2 separate regions of the Capsicum annuum genome follow, and region 2 is linked to region 1. The links are chromatin contacts, called in public Hi-C maps. All regions are on one chromosome and are shown on one strand. Each heading gives the region's core, a stretch centred on a gene start, on an enhancer-like site or on the middle of the called end of the contact. The rest is flanking DNA. Distances are from core to core; before and after follow the strand shown. Region 1 holds the start of LOC107842013 (adenylate isopentenyltransferase 3, chloroplastic). Region 2 overlaps LOC107842510 (transcription factor LRL2).

What was found. A called contact is a pair of places that touch in the nucleus more often than the background predicts.
Region 2: a contact with region 1 is called in a Hi-C map of leaf, with 2.1 times the contacts expected there. The contact joins the enhancer-like site here to the promoter of LOC107842013 in region 1. A contact is called at or near these places in 2 of 5 Hi-C or Micro-C datasets (leaf and placenta).

What each region holds. Positions count from the first base shown.
Region 1 is chr9:153,591,651-153,597,384 of UCD10Xv1.1, reverse strand. LOC107842013 (adenylate isopentenyltransferase 3, chloroplastic) reads left to right here and starts at 4,215. Exons shown (of 1, transcript XM_016685823.2): 1 at 4,215-5,734. The coding sequence starts at 4,418. The coding sequence ends at 5,395.
Region 2 is chr9:153,632,573-153,638,161 of UCD10Xv1.1, reverse strand. LOC107842510 (transcription factor LRL2) reads left to right here. Exons shown (of 8, transcript XM_016686403.2): 7 at 864-923; 8 at 1,020-1,487. The coding sequence ends at 1,202. Among protein-coding and RNA genes, the nearest start is that of LOC124887399, 19 kb to the right of the region's middle. Within about 2 kb of position 1,926, at least 3 of the 5 cell types and tissues checked have an H3K27ac peak or open chromatin away from gene starts, as enhancers often do. A contact at or near this core is called in leaf, where this site is marked.

The sequences.
Region 1 (5,734 bases), core at 2,966-5,465:
GAATGTCAAGTATTTTTTTTATTTTATCCAGATCCAACTTTTGAAGTTGGAGTTGTGATTAGCAAAAGAGAGAAGAAATCATTTTATTAGAAGTATGAAGATGGAGTCGGAGGTAAGGTCGATCTGCCTAAACTATATCCTCTTGAAATTTTCCACTTTGATATGTTGTTGATGATGAAATCGGAAAATAGATTATAAGTTGTTTTTCAAATTGGGAATCCAACTTCAAGTTGAATTTAAGATTTTCTCACGATAAAATATTATATCAACTAAGATTGAGGTTGTATCAATAAATTTTTAAAACGTGGTCACTGATTTCAAATTTATTTTGCGAATTGGGTCCTTTAATTAATTACTATTTGGCTTCAAGACTTTGAATGTCACTGTACGAATCCGCCTTTTCACAAAAATTCTCATCTCATGGATAAACCTACATAATATATAATATATGGTCAACTTTAAGGTTGAAATTTTAATAGCAATACAATAAAAGGGATGGCTACATGTATGATTCGACTTCCATTAACACTAATTATCTATGTTTATTATTTATTCAAAAAAAAAAGGAACCTAAATTAGTAATTTGACTTCTCATTAAACCAAAAGCTAAGTGGAGGTGTCTCTTGTATTATAATCAATAAAACTACTAGTTAATTAATAAAATTACCATTAGTATTTATAAGATAAAATATTTATCCCCCAATTGATGATTTTAAAAAAAGAGCACATGCATATCAAAACCATGCGTACCGTTTGGTTTTATCATTAAAATAATATTCTTACAGGTTTTTATTTTTGGAAATAAGGAAAATTTTCGTTGCTATTGTTTTGAATGCACTTTAACTAAATTCTGCTATAGTATAATAGTTCGTAAATTGCATAGAATATATGAATCAAACTAGGACAAGTTTTATACGACGAGTTCAAACAAAAAATACATGTAAATTATTTTAAACTCAAGACTTCCCATTTGAAAGAATATATATATTCTGCAAGTTTGTTTGAGTTATCTTTGAGTAAAATAACTTTTAGCCCAAAAAGGTGAGTAGGGAACTGTCCCAATAAAATTAGAGCAATGAAGGACAAAAGAAAAAAATATCATATTCCCATTTCCATTTGATTGTATAGTCAGTTTCTCACCATATAAACGATACAACACACCTCGACCAGTTAATATTCTATCATTATGGGTTGTGGTGATATTGTTGAAATTTCTCCATTTTTAATATGAGGTTTTGGGTTTGAGCCTATGAGAATGAAAAAAGTTCTGTTAGAAGTATCACCTCAGAAATGAGTTATATAATGAGTGAACCCCAGAAATGAGTTATATAATAAGTGAATTAGAATAAATCAGACATTAATATGGATACTGAATACCTATAAAATCAAAAAGAAAAAAGAACAATTTTTATTATTCTTTATTATCTCCTTTCTTTTTATTCGGTATAACATAGACTTAATTTGTTGGTGAATTAATTAAGTAGGTTCTATTTCTAAGCTCAATATATAAAACAGTCAAAAGCAAAATTCAGGTCGTCCCAGAATTTATACTTCGATATCTAAATCAATAAACAAATTGACAATAAGAAGAGAATCTTGAAAAGAGTGGATGTAGTAAAATTCTTTCCCTTTCTATCTTTATGATACTTAGTCAAATATATCAAGTCTATATGTTTTTTATATTATATTGTAGTGATGCTACATGTTATTTTTCAGGTTTTATGTTTTTAAAATTATAATTTCTATTATTAGCAACTCAGTAATCACTCTAAACTAGAATAATGTTGGTTTTTGGAAGTGCACAGCCTACTCGTTATTGCAACCTGTGTCATGCATATTAACATCTCACTTGACCATTGCATGTATACAAGCTCTTGTAGTAAACGTTATACTCAACTTATTTATAATATATCTAAAGCATATATCTTACACAACGTATGAGATATCCTACTAATAGTGTGACTCTTATATGACATTCTAAAAATGAATTATTGAAAATTAATTGAACCATGTTGATACTGAAAAGAAATCAAGATGAGTGAAATGGTTTCAAAAAATCTAGTTTTAGTTATGTAAGTATTCGAAAAATTAATATGGTATAAATTATCTTTAAAATACTCGGTTGAACCCTACACATGATGTTCATTGTGACTTTATATATTATACAGATTATCATCGATAATCACTTTTTGATTAGTCGGTAAATAATTATGCATCACTAAATATTATGGTTGAATGATAAGTTCCATTTCGTCCTAATTAAATAGAGTTCCGGGTTCAAAGACTTGGAACATAATCATTTTTGGTAAAGAGTTTTAGGTACCTCCAAAGTGGAACTTTTTAACAAAAAATCGAATTAATCAAAATTTTAAGCGGATACTAAATACCATGGGAGAAATAAAAAAATAAAATAAAAATTATGACAACTTCCACTTGTTTCGTGCATAATGTGATATTTATTTGATATTGTGGTAATTAGCTATGCTATCAAATCGTGAATAACTGAAGTTGGTATAAAGAAGTCACTCATTCAAATTTATAATGTGATCGACTTGAAGCAATTAGAATAAGGCCGGTTTGGGATTACAGTTGCAAAACTGCTTATTTGGGAAACACTTTTATAAAATGGCTTTTCAAAAAAGTGCTTTTAAAAAAAATAATTTGTGTTCGGTAAATTCATTCGAAAAGTGCTTTTGATAATCAAATTATGTTTGGATAATCTTTTTCAAGAAGTGCTTTTTTGAGATAAATGACCAAAAAGGACATCTATTAGTAGACTTTTATTACTAAAATCAATTTATAGAGAAAAAATATTTTTAAAATCAATTCTAAAATTAAGTAGCCAAATTCATATACTGACAAATATTTAAAATAAAATTCTATCTATTATTTGTTATCTTTTTTTAATATATTTTTACGGTATCAAAATTTACTACGAATAAACAGTCATCATATATATATATATATATATATACTATATTTCAACAAATATGTCGCTTTTCATGAATTATTTATTGAAAATTAAATATTTGAGAAAAAATTTATATGTGATGTCAAAGTACAATCTTGTAACGTGATTCATTTGTCAATTGTTATCATTAATAATAATAAAATAACTTATATATTGTTTAGTTATCATCATCAATAATATTTTCAAATTTATTTAAAGAAAATGAGTGAAAATAAAATAAAAATATATAAATCATAAAGAATTATGATTTAAATATGAAATGTAAAATTTTAAAAATCAAATGTTAATAAAACTTGTAAGATATGTTAATATCTATCTATCTATCTATCTATCTATCTATCTATCTATCTATCTATATATATATATATATATATATATATCTATATATATGGATATATTTGTGTGTGATAGGGATAATTCTGTCATAAAAAAATAATTTTTCTGCTTCTGCTTCTGCTTTTTTTGAGAAACAGAAATTTTCTGCTTCTTCCCAGAAGCAGAAAAATTGCTTCTACTTGTTTTTGAAAGCACGTTTGAAAGTTTACCAAACACCCTTTTTTTTAAAAAATTGCTTTTACTTCAAAATAAGTGCTTATTTGGTGAAATAAGCAATCCCAAACATGCTATAACTCTCTTTTTCTCAATTCAATTGAACTCCTTTGGAATCATATACAGTTTTCTCTTCAATACTTCTCACTAACTACACGATTGCTTATTCCAAGTTGACAAATTAATGTATTATCAAACTATTATACGATCTTTCACGAGTCATGGCCAAAATAGATTTCGTAATTCTTATGTATTTGGCAGTATAATATAAAGGTACCTGCTTTATCACCGTCCACAGTGTACAAAAAAAGGTTTTTTCAAAGAAGAAACTCAAAACAGGAAAGAAAGAAAAGAAATACAAAATAGAAAAAGAACCAAACACAAGAGTGGCGCTTGAATCCTGTTTTTGTTCTACTTTTCCAAAAAATAATATTTGAAAAAAAGTTAGGTATTTTGATTTACCTTTTCCTTTTTTTTTTTTTGAAAAAATATGTTGATCTGACTTTCAAAAATTAAAATTTGCTTTCAAGCCAAAGGCTTTGGTTTTTTAAATTCCGAAAAATACTTTAAACCCACTTTCAACTATTGGGACTTACGATATGACACTTTGTTTTTTTAAACCAATCAATCATTTGCTCTATCATTTGTTATATTCCTTTTAGCTTTTGGAGCATTATATAAAGCTGACAAACCATTACCACCCAAAGCCTCAAAGAAGAACCATTTCTTTCTCCAAACACAACACATTGTCAATTTGCCGCATTTACATTCACAAAGTACTTCCCTCCGTACCCATTTTCCCATATCCATAGCCATAAATTCGTAGTCGATCCCAGTTTGTTTGAGATTGAGGAATAGTTACTACTACTATATATTACTGTTATTATTAATTTTATTATGATTGGTATGATTAACTCTGTACTAACGTGCAAACAAGTATGGCCAAATTTGCTACAATTACGAAATTTACCTCAAAAGGACAAGGTTGTAGTGGTCATGGGAGTGACCGGGGCTGGAAAATCAAGACTCTCCATAGACTTAGCCACTCGATTCAATGGAGAAATAGTGAACTCGGACAAAATACAAGTGTACAAAGGTCTTGATATCGCGACCAACAAAATAACAGAGGAAGAACGGTGTGGTGTACCACATCATCTCCTAGGCGTAATTGATCCTTACAAAGAATTCGCCACCAAAAACTTCTGCAGCATGGCTTCATTTGCTGTTAACTCTATAACCAAACGGGCGAAACTTCCCATCATCGTTGGTGGATCCAATTCATTCATCGAGGCGCTTGTCTACGACAATTCCTATCATTTTAGTACTAGGTACGATTTTTGTTTTCTATGGGTGGACGCATCGATGAACGTGCTAAATTCCTTCTTGTACGAACGAGTTGATAAGATGGTCGATCAAGGAATGGTGGAGGAGGTAAGAAACTTGTTCAATCCAAAAAACAGGGATTACACCAAAGGCATTCGTAAAGCCATTGGTGTCCCCGAATTTGACAGTTACTTTCGTGCTCAACTGTCAAATTCCGTGGACAGACAGACTCGCGAGAGACTGCTAAAGGAAGCAATTAATCAAGTGAAGATCAATAATTGTATACTAGCAAGCAAACAGTTGGTGAAAATAAAAAGATTGATTAACGTTAAGGGATGGAAAATTCATCGATTAGATGCAACTGAAGTTTTCAGAAAAAAGAGGAAAGCAGACGAAGAAGAAGCAGAGGAAATATGGAAGAATATGGTGATGGGACAAAGCATAAAGATTGTGGGTAAATTTTTATACGAAAATTATAGGAATTCTATGGTTTATAAAAGTGATGGGACAACCATTGCAGCGTCGGCCATGGCAGCAGCATCTAACTATTAAAGCAAAAAAAAAAAAAAGAGTTAATGGTCGAAAATACACATAAATGAATTATCACTTTTTTCGCGAGTTTCATATCTCAACTATACATTGTTCAATTTATCAACCTAAACTATCATTCGGCTTGTATTAAAATATATGTTGAGTTGGTCTGCACACCCAAATATTTGACCAGCTCAACATTGAGGTATATTTTAATAGAATGATAGTGATAGTCTAGGCACATAAAGAGAATAATCAATAGATAATGTATGAAATTCACGAAAAAATAACAATTTAACTGTGTTTTGTACCATCACCTCAACAAGAAAAAGCAAGTTGTGTGTATGCATTAATCTGAAG
Region 2 (5,589 bases), core at 677-3,176, 43 kb before region 1:
GCGGAAAATAAGTTGGATTCCCTTGTATCTGGTAACCATCAATCTAGGTGGTTTAGAGCAAAGCCAGCAATTTGTATTACTACTCGAAAAAACCAAAAAGACTATGCCTGTCCAGTAAATATGGAACCTAAGACATAGTGCTTGCCCATAACTTTCCTTTGAGAACTATTGTGCATATTCTATTTATCTTCCAGCCAAATGTGGATAACCTATTCTTTGCCAGATCATTCCTAAGCATTCTATAGAAAAACTCTACCGTCATCATCCTTCTCATTTAGTTTTGAACATATTAGGCTCCTAGAATGCTTTGTTTCTTAAGCAAACATAACATAATGAATCTCACTGGATGCTATACTTACAACAACATACCCAGTATATTCCCACCAAGTGGGGTCGGGGACATTGGACGCTATACTTGTCACTCTTAAATGTATAAGCCTGTATAGAGTGTGTTTCTTGTGTTATTTTACATTTTCAATTAATTTTCGTGTATTAAGTTCAGACAGTTTTTTTTTTCCAGGAGTTTATGGTTGCTTACTGCTTCGGTATAATTCTTGAACCCAGTAGCTCAATTATTTGGATAAATGGTTTAACTGGTGACCTATTTCAGTGCCTCTAGGTGATTAATCTTCACGTTAATGTTGCTATTAAATTTTGGGGCATCACTGTTGAATAACCGCTACTTCTATTGCTCTTTACCTTGTACCATCTTTCAGGTCATCAAGAACTCTATTCAATGTAGTTTTGTATTTCCTTATTTGGTTGTCTTTGCATCAAGTTTAACAATGTTTTTTGTCTGAACAGCATCCTGTAATTAACTAATCCTGCTGGAGACTTATGGGAACTTAATTGTGGTTGTGCAGGATCTCAGTAGGAGCAGATTGGGTGGCGAACCTGCTTCTATCCCATTTGTAAATCTTGAGGTACCACCATTCATGATCCAATTTAACAATTACATTACTAATCAAACTTTTGGACTTTTTATTTATACAAAAACTAATTGTTGGAGAATGTAATAGGTTCTGACTGATTTTCAGGGATGTGGCCATTACACCCTTGATGAACAACAGATTGAACCCCTTGAAGACACAATGGGAAAGTTGCTGGAAATGAATCCTTCAATGGCAACCCAATTGCTGGAGAGTAAGGGCCTATTTGTGATGCCTATGGCTCTGGCAGAAGGACTGCATCATCATGAATAGAAACTGAAAAAGCAGGTCAACATATAACTTCCCATGCAAAGTTAACGCAAAGTATTCTGAAGTGGTAATTAGGCAAGAAAACTATAGTACAACGTTTTTTAAGCAAAGCACAAGAAGATTTATCTTTGTACAGTTCTGCTCTCTGTCTTAACTCTAGCTTCATCTTACACTATCAAATAGGTGCTCATTATCTGCTTTATCTATTTTAATTAACAAACGTAAGGGATATTTAAATTTTTGTAAAAAGGCACAATTGAATTAATTAAACCTCTATCCTTTGACACATTTGTACTCCTTGACCATGTCATTCAAAGTGAGCAATTTTAACCTTCTGAATTAGGTCACAGTGGATCTGTTTTATTTTCAGAGTCTAAGAAAGAGATCCTTATATAGGCTTCTTTACTGTTCTTCTCTAAGCTGTCATTCCACTGAGATACCCCACTCTTTGTCAACTTTTTGTTACTCTCTCGGAGGCAGCACCTCCGGTCCAGGCACCCGTGGACATGAAACAACCCCAGATATCGACTTGATTTGTGCTAGACTTTAGAGCTTAGTAAATATTGAGATTAGTTTATACAATGTAAGACAAACTACTGTCTACTGAAGTTATCTATAACGAATGACATAGGCATGCTGATAAGGATCATTGCTGAAACCTGCAAAAGCGAACTTGTTTAACCAACGGGAAAGTGGCACAGTTGGGGTGCTTCGCACCCCCTCAGTGCCCTCCTATCCCCACTGTGTGCTCACGTGTGTGCTGGGTGATTAACAAACAGCGACAGGGAATGATGCTAATAAGATGCTCCACTTTCCTATATTGTCGCACAGTGAAGTGAAAACCGCTTATTTGCAGACATTTTCTTTTGATTCCATTTTTTTTTGGAATTTGTGGCGTTTATTGACTGATACATGATTTGGCAGAACTAGGAACAGATGTTCTGATCCTCTCTGCAAACCAGAAATTAGATAACTTAGAGGGATAATGTGTAAAAAGTGAAACTTAAATTTGAAATTGCTGTGATTTCTACTATATATGCTTTCCCCCCTCCTTGAGTTGTGATATTAAAGAAGTTTCTTCCTAATTAACTTGGAGTTTGGGAATCGTGTTGCGCTTCCCTCTTAATTACTTTATTCTAGATTTTGTCACTCCTAATCAAAGTTGCACTATGCTGTGACCTTACAATGACAATTGAAGAGTGATTAAAGAAAATAAAGTGGCCAAATAATAAAAAGATGCTTCCTTTGAAATAAGACAAAACAGCATCTTGCGTTTTATCAGGTCCAAATGAAGGACAAGAAAGGACGAAAGATCTGCTATTATTGTGTTATAATCATATCATTAGCGAGTGATAATATCGAATATGAAATCACTAAATTCTTGAACATGGGAACCACTTTTAGCAGATTCTCACATTTTTGTCCAGTTCCAAAAAAAGAGAATTCACTTCCGAAGTGCAACCCTTCAGCGTTGTTGATCGCTAATTGGAGCTCTGGAAGATGCTTTTGAAATTTTAGACCAAAGGGGAATATTTAGATTGTCAGAAATAATCTCTACAACTCTTTCAAGTCTTGGGGTAACAAATACAACGGGTGAAGTATGACCGTTAACCTGTAGTCTTCAACTTTAACTGTATATAACAAGGAAATAGAGATGCGGGACAGTGAGAATTAGACTCACACTTATCTGTACGAGGACTTTGGAGTCCGATCATTACAACTAGACTCTGATCAAGTTCATTGCTGCTCTCATCTCATTTGCTAGGTGTCGAATGAAGGGGGCGTCGAAATTGGCCCCTTCAGCTTTCTACTGTATATACAAAAAGAAAAATATATAAAAGCATACAAATATAAATGTCCGAATCAGAATTTGATCAAGATGGGGTTGACCTTTGTTCAATGCATTTTATTTTCCACTTTTGTTTACTCCACTTTTATATATATAGACAAACAAAAGCAAGGATTTTTGGACCTAAAGAAGTGAGTCAAAGAGGATCCAGTTCAAAGGAGGGGTGGGTGGTCCTAAGTCATCTAAGAATCAGACAATATCATTTTGTATTGCAGTTGTCTCGCACATTTCTAGGACCAAATAAAACGGGACAACTAAATCGGACCATATCTTGGTCAAAAAAAGGAATTGCCTGCATGTCTAATTCGCCATTTTAAAGCATCTTTGGATGTACATAGCAAAAAGTTGTAAAAAGAAGGCAAAAACGTGGTGAACACAAAATCCAAATGAGGAGCCAAAACAGCTGAGTGCCAATGTTGCTTTGAAAATAGAAAAAAAGGAAAAAGAGATGATCAAAAGAAGAAAAAAAGGAAAAAGAGATGATCAGTGCATATCATGGTGAACATACGTTGAGCTTCGACATTTAAAGTAAGTAATAACATGAAGAGTACAGAAAATGAGAAAGTTCAAAGAAATTCCTTTTTTTAAAAAAATAAAATTGTCTCTACTAATTTCACGGGATACCTGTCATCTCCCACTGGCAACATGAATCAGGTAATTCTGTCTACCAACACTAGGACATATTACCTAGTAATTTATTTTTGCTGGAAATTATAAAGTTCAAAGAAAGTCTTTCATGTCGATTTTCTAAAACGACCTCTCATTTCCTTGTTTCGTCTTGGCATTGCCCCACGAGCACCTGACTCGGGGAACCAGAAAACGCCATTCATTTTTTGCCCATCAGCCCTTGTCGCTGAACAATCTTTAGATAGTACGTATAAAAGTGCTTCATCAAAAAATTGGCACTTTGGCATGCATTTTCACAGATTCAAAAATATAAAGAAACAAATACATGGAGAAGCCAAATGAATTTAACATCTATTCTATATACATAAAATATAATTTCAACTTTATACATACAATATAAGTTTTAGACGAACACCCTCTTCTGGTACCTGCTCCGTCCATGGGAGGTCATCCCCTCAACAATTAGCTTCTGTTGAGCGTGAACTTGGGACTTTGTCCCACGTTGAATCCTGAGAAGGATTTTAGTGAGTTTATATGCAAGAGCCCACATTTTAAAGTCCAAAAGTGCGTTGAATATACTATGCCAACATAAGGTGAATATATAAATAACACTTCGCACTTGGCAGTAAGTTTGAGGAGCATATATATATATTTTGGTTTTCGTGGAGTCCAACCCATGTGGTAGTAAATTTCATGTGTCAAATTACTTGGTTAGAAATTAAACTTGGAGATCAAACAAATATTTGTGGATGACAAATTTTAGATTTATTTTTTCTTTTCTTATTTTGTGCGTGGAACCAAAGTATGTTCATCAATAAAAAGATGACTATTCTTCATTTCTAAATCATTCCAAATATTACAACAAATTCATTGTAAGAGCAGAGAGTTGATAGAGCAATTTTCTTTGGTGTAATTGGGATATCTCCAATTTCTTTGTTAATAATATAAAATCAGTTGTTCTTTGGTGGATGTAGGATCACTTTGATTCGACCTGGATTAAATCTTGTGTTCTTCCTTTTTTTTTTTTCACGTTTTTATTAACAATTATATATAACAAGGTTTTGTTTGAGTATGCCCTGTGGTTGCAGCACAGTCTAAACTTTCACATCAGAAAAGAATTACTTTTATTTTTCGTATTTTCAAATACTATCTATAGTAGAAGAGGAAGAATAAGTAACAATGAATTTCATGAAATTTAATTTGGAACTGATAGATTTAGTGGTTGCAATAACTTCAATATCTGAAAGATTCAAATGATGACGTTACTATGGAGGGAAGATTCAAACCATACTACTGACGAAAAGTACTCGGATGGTACATCGAATTCCAATAAGAAGAAGATTGAAGGGGATGCATTAAGTATAATTTAAATGTTCCTTACACCTAACGTGCTCTGTGAAGTGAGTACAAATACCAAAGAGACGATCAAACAATTATGATACAAGTTGCAAGGGATTTATCAGGACCGATTAGTGACAGTTAGGATATCGTTTCAACGACGTCTTCACACATTTAAGATGAAGTCGGCTACTTTATTTAAAGATCTAGATGCGTCAATAAACTTGTCATGGATTTACAGACTGTCAGAACCTAAAAGAATAAGGAGACAATTGATGAACTTTTTTATTCTCATTGACTTCAAAATATCGTGATATTGAGAATTCAATGATGTATAACAAGGAGCCTATCACTATTGAGCAAGTGTCTAAGCACATGTGGGGAACATTTTGAAAGAGACAAAAATGATCAAACTAGAGAGCTCTTTATGAGAAGTCAAACTGAACAACAAGGTAGGAGAAAATCAAAGTCTCATATGAACAAGAAGACTATGGGATGTTGGGGCTGCCACAAGAAGGGACACTTTAAACGAGATTGCCTACTGTCAATCTAAAAGATAGGCACGTGCATCCATAG